Regions from separate parts of the Sus scrofa genome. Here region 1 is linked to region 2. The links are chromatin contacts, called in public Hi-C maps. All regions are on one chromosome and are shown on one strand. The core of a region is the stretch at or near the end of the contact, and the rest is flanking DNA. Distances in the headings are between cores, read along the strand shown. Region 1 overlaps PLCB1 (1-phosphatidylinositol 4,5-bisphosphate phosphodiesterase beta-1). Region 2 overlaps PLCB1 (1-phosphatidylinositol 4,5-bisphosphate phosphodiesterase beta-1).

Region 1 (2,700 bases), core at 171-2,670, 95 kb after region 2:
ACACACACACACACACACACACACACATACATATTTAGGGTGTCTCCTTTCATTCCTAGGTAGGATCTATGTATGCACATATCACACTCTGTTATTGTTGATTGATTCCCTCCCTTTAGATCAGCATTTCTCAATCTCAGTACTCAGTAGTTTGGGGCAGATAATTCTTTGCTGGGAGCTGTCCTGTGCACTGTAGAATGTTAAGCAGCCTCTCTGACCTTTACTTACTGGATGCTGGTAATATCCCCAGTTGTAACCACCAAAAAAATCTCCAGACATTGTTGTATGTTTCCTAGGTAAAAGACTTCCCCAGCTATTGAGAACCACTACTTAAACTTATAAACTCTATAAGGGGAGTCCCTAAAGGCGTATGAGATACTTGGCATCCACAGTACTTCAGTTTCTGCACATAGTTGTCTCTTTGTTGGTACAAATTAATGATTGTCTGGGAAATCAGTCATCATCAGGTATTTCCTTGCTTTCTTCCTTTGTACCTTTTACTCCATTTCTTTGCACAGTAGTCAACGTGTTCTTGTGTCTAATTTAATCTTCTGAGTAAACTCACTAACCAGGAGGAAGGATCCCACAGAAAGGAGAGTCTCCGATTGGATGTGTCTCCCATGGACAGTTGGTTTAGTTGGCTGATCAACAGTAAAAGGATGGACAAATTAAGGAATCTGCTAAACTGAAGATTTGGGCTAGGAATAAATGGGAGGTGCTAAACTCCCTGTGATGCTCAGTATTATTGTTTTAAGTATGAGCCAGAGCTGCCGGATCTGTTAGCTTTTCAAGCAGCTCTTAGCTAAAGATTTTAGAATTTGGAGGAAACCTAAAAGACTGTGCATTTCAGTCCCCTCCTTTTTTCTATATGTGGATGCTTTTATTAGGTCCCATTCCCATCATCACTGGCAACCTGTATGATCATAGAGTTTCATGGCCCCATCCTTTGCAGCCAGTTAATACAAAGTTATAGGGCAGTGGAATTCATGACCTGAAAGCCTGTGTTTTGTAGTCTGCTGCTGTGCTGTTCTCCAGGACATTCCCTGGTACTGGGGCAATGTTACAGGATGGTGACTCAGCTTAGCTGAGTGTGGTAGCCATCTAGCCATGAAGAAGGGACCCAGGAGTTATATCCCAGCTCCACAGCATTGTTGGGATCTACTCTTCTGCTTTTCTCTTCCTTCCTCTGAAAAGATTGATCCCCCCTTTCCACATTCTGAAAATTCAGACTTTGTAACATCTGTGCTTCACACTGGGCACTGTTTCTGCCCAGAGGTTCCCCATGTGTCTTTATGCCAGTCTCTGATTTTTCAAGGTATTGCTGTTCCCTTGTTCTGGGCTGGTGGGAAGAGGTGAAGCCCTCTCCCTTGTTCAGCACTTTTGCCACTGCCTTTCTGGGGCTTGATTGCATTTGATCCCAGCAGAGGTGCGTGGTCCAATACCCTTGACACAGTTTGTGCTAGCCTCTCATTCTGACATTGCTAGGAGGCTGTGATCCAGGCTCTAAATGGAAATGTGTCAACATTTCTTTTTTGTGTGTGGGTGGGAAAATACACATCACATTTACTATCTTTACCTTGAGTTCATTGGAATTGAGTACCTTCCTATTGCCATGGAACCATTGCCAGGGTGCAGCTCCAGATCTCCTTTCAGGTTGTGAAACTGAAACTCTGTATCCATTAAACAGTAACTCCTCAAGTCCCTGGCTACCCAAAGGGCAACCACCATAATATTTCTTTCATGAAACAAATCTCCCTTTTCTCCTAGTGCCCATGCCAGCCATTGATAATCACCATTCTACTCTGTTTCTGTGAATTTGACTTTTTTTAAAAAAAGATTTCACATGTGAAGTACCTGCTGTGGTGCAGTGGGTTAAGGAGCTGGCATTGCCACAGCTGTGGTATAGGTCACAGCTGTGGCTTGGATTCACTCCCTCTCCCAGGAACTTCCTGTATGTTGCAGTTGCATCCAAAGAAGAAAAGATTTCATATATAAGTGAGATCAGGCAGTAACTGTCTTTCTGTTCCTGATTTATCTCACTTGGCGTAATATCCTCCAGGTCCATCCACATTGTTGCAAATGGCAGGATTTCCTTCTTTTTAAAGACTGGATAATATTCTTTGGTGTGCGTGTGTGTGCGCATACTTATATATTTTCTTTATGTAGTCATCTTTCAAAAGATACTTAGGTTATTTTCAAACTTTGGCTTTTATGAAGAATTTCTCAGGGAACATGGGAATGCAGATATTGCTTTGAAATCCGAAGGAAATAAAATCACTCTCTTGAGGAGATGTGTATACATTTCTTCATGGCAAAAAGGGAGCTCCGTCTCTAATCCAGGAGATGCCTGTCTCAGCCCTGGCACCCTCTTGGCTCTGGGCAGTTGCTTTTAGCTTCCTTTGTAACTCAGCCACACAGTCAGTTAGATGGACTGAGAGAAGGACCAACAAGTTGCCTGGGACCCTGCTCATCAGTCGTGGAGCTTCATTACAGACTTTCATTCAGTCCCAGCAAATATTCATCAAGTGCTCCCTCTGTTCTAGCCCCTGTGGATACAATTAAGATGTTCTCATGTGCTTCAAGCTGCTGGTCATCTAGTGGGAATGGAATTGAAGCAAAAACATGATTATGGTACAGCGGGGAATAATTATACAAAGTGATATGGCGACACAGATAAGGAGCAAAGTCAGAGGATGATGA
Region 2 (2,835 bases), core at 330-2,829:
TTTGGGGCCAGACAATCCTTTGTTATGGTGTTAGGCCTGTGCGTTGTAGGATGTTTAGCAGCATCCCTGGCCTCTCCCCACTAGATGCCAGTAGCAACCCCCCCGTGTGACAACCAAAATTGTTTCTGCACATTTCCAACATTTCTTTGGGTTTAGAACCACTGATTAAAGTTGAAACCACTCATTTAAATCTTAACTAATTTTATTTTATTTATTTTCAAAAATTTTTATTGAAATATATAGTTGATTTAAAAGGTTGTGTTAGTTTCAGGTGTACAGCAAAGTGATTTGGGTATATATATTCTTTTTTACATTTTCTTTCCTTATTGATTATTATAAGGTATTGAGTGGAGTTCCCTGTGCTATACAATAGGCCCATCTTGGTTATCTATTTTATATATACTAGTATATGCTTTAACCCCAAACTCCTAATTTATCCCTTCTTTCCCCTTCCCATTTGGTAACCATAATTTTTTTTTTTTCCGTGTGACTCTTTTTCTGTTTTGTAAGTAGGTTTCATTTGTGTCATTTTCTAATATTACACATATAAGTGATACCATGTAGTGTTTGTCCTTCTCTGTCTGGCTTACTTCACTTAGTATGATAATCTCTAGATCCATCCATGTTGTGGCAAATGGCATTATTTCATTCTTTTTTATGGCTAATATCCCATTGTATATATGTACCACATCTTCTTTATCCATTCGTCTGTTGATGGACACTTAGGTTGCTTCCATATCTTGCCTGTTGTAAATAATGCTGCTATGAATATTGAAATGCATGTATCTTTTCAGAATTTTAACTGGTTTTAAAAAGTATTGGGCCATTGCATGCGTATGCCCCCCCCACACACACACAGCCTGTAGACACATGAAAAGATGCTCAACATCATTAGTCAGTGGGGAAATGCATAGTAGAGCCATAGTGAGATGCCACTTTATACCCACCAGATCTCTATCTCACTGAAATGATGGGTTTTCTTATCTGATGCCCCCACTAAACAATGAGTAGCTTGGATGATTGGGGATCTGGACTTCCATTTGAATCCCTAGTACCTGTCTGAAGTACCCTGCATGGTATTTGAAGGAACATGTTTCCAACTTTTTACTGGTTTTTGCTAAAAGAGGTGTTTATACTAGTCAGTAGAAGGCAACTATTTTAATGGTACTTTTCTCCATTGTTTTGAATCCTCTGTCCTGGACATTTTTATTTTCTCTATTCTCCTTTACTCGAGGAAATTTCAGACTGCACAGACCCTGGGGAGAAAACCCTTATCCATGCTGATACACATAGAAGTTCTACTTCAAGATCCTAATCTCACACTCTTGCATCCAAGACTATCTTTAGTGTGTGTGTGTTTCATGGTCATGGCTGCACTGCTGACATTTGTTGGGGCATCATATTTGATTTTCTGTGACTCTTGGAATTCTTTTCCTCTTACATAGCTGTTTTCCCCCTAATGTATGGGTTTGCCATATTTGCCTCTGCTTGGTGTGATGCAAGTCTTGGGCAATCCCTGTGGGGCATGGCTTGTTCTTTTCCCTTGTTGACTCTGTAACATTGATTAGTTGAGAAGCACACATCTCTAGTCACGTGTCTTCTCTTGTTCAACAGCCTGAGAACTCAGGATCACTGTGGAGACAGGATGGCAGTCCACCTCGCCCAGGACACTTTCTGACAGTTGGACTGAGGAGAGTGCTGTGGTTTGGGGGCTGGTGCTTGACATTGGCTTTAAGGTTTAGGGTTATTGTTATATCAGATTTTCTGGGGTGTCCATAATAGAGTAGCACAGACTGAGGGGCTTAAACAACAGAAATGTATTTTCTCAGAGTTCGGAGGCTACAAATCTGAGATCAAGGTGTTGGTTCCTTCTGAGGACCCCGAGGGAAGAATCTGTTCCAGGTCTTTCTCGTGAGCTCGTAGGCTGACTTCTCCGTATTGTCACATTATCTTCCCTCTGTATGTATCTGTGTTCAAAGTTCCTCTTTGTGTAGGGACACCAGTTGTATTGAATTAGGGCCCACCCTTATGACCTAATCCTCAGTGTAAAGATTGTCTCCAAATAGGGTTGCACTTTGAAGCACTGGGCTTAGGACTTGAACACATGAATTCCAGGGGGTGGGGGTGGGGGTGGGGTGAAGGCTGAGAGGGAAAATCCAGTTCATTACACACCTGAACCTGGTAACTCAGAGGGTAGCGACATATTGGCTCTATTCAGATATTTGAAGAGTTGACCCTTGGAGAAGCAACTAGATTTGTTTTGTACTACGAGATGTTAAAACTAAATAGTAGCTGCATGTATGGAAAAAAAATCTCAAAACTTTCTAGCTGGAATTATGTGACCAAGTTTGCTTTGTGAAAAAGACTTCCCTGTTAAGGAGAAAAGTTATTTTCTCATGAAGGTCTAGAGCTGCACTGCCCAGTAGAAATAGAAAATAAGCCACTAGTGGAAATTTTAAATTTTCTTTGTCTGGTCCTACCCACAGTATGCAGAAGTTCTGGGGCCAGGGATTGAACCTGTGCCACAGCAGTGACCCAAGCCGAAGCAGTGACAATGCCAGATCCTTAACCTACTGAGCCACCAGGGAACTTGGAAATTCAAAATTTTTCTACCCTGAAACAAGTAAAAAGAAGCAGGTGGAGTTAATTTTAACAGTATCATTTATTTAACCCAGTATGTTTATTTAAATATATAATCAATATAAAAATTATTCATGGGTGACTTTCTTTCTTTTTTTTTTTTTCTTTTTTTTTTTTTGTCTTTTCTAGGGCCGCACCTGCAGCATGTGGAGGTTCCCAGGCTAGAGGTCCAATTGGAGCTATAGCCACCGACCT

What was found. Hi-C and Micro-C count contacts between places; a contact is called where the count stands out from the background.
Region 1: a Hi-C map of fetal liver shows a contact between it and region 2, with 1.8 times the contacts expected there. The contact joins two enhancer-like sites. A contact is called at or near these places in 4 of 47 Hi-C or Micro-C datasets (embryonic fibroblasts, fetal liver and liver).

Annotation. Positions count from the first base shown.
Region 1 is chr17:17,115,296-17,117,995 of Sscrofa11.1, forward strand. All of the region lies in intron 2 of PLCB1 (1-phosphatidylinositol 4,5-bisphosphate phosphodiesterase beta-1), which reads left to right. Among named protein-coding and RNA genes, the nearest start is that of PLCB1, 110 kb to the left of the region's middle. Within about 2 kb of position 1,421, at least 3 of the 83 cell types and tissues checked have an H3K27ac peak or open chromatin away from gene starts, as enhancers often do. A contact at or near this core is called in fetal liver and liver, where this site is marked.
Region 2 is chr17:17,019,647-17,022,481 of Sscrofa11.1, forward strand. All of the region lies in intron 1 of PLCB1 (1-phosphatidylinositol 4,5-bisphosphate phosphodiesterase beta-1), which reads left to right. Among named protein-coding and RNA genes, the nearest start is that of PLCB1, 14 kb to the left of the region's middle. Within about 2 kb of position 1,580, at least 4 of the 83 cell types and tissues checked have an H3K27ac peak or open chromatin away from gene starts, as enhancers often do. A contact at or near this core is called in fetal liver and liver, where this site is marked.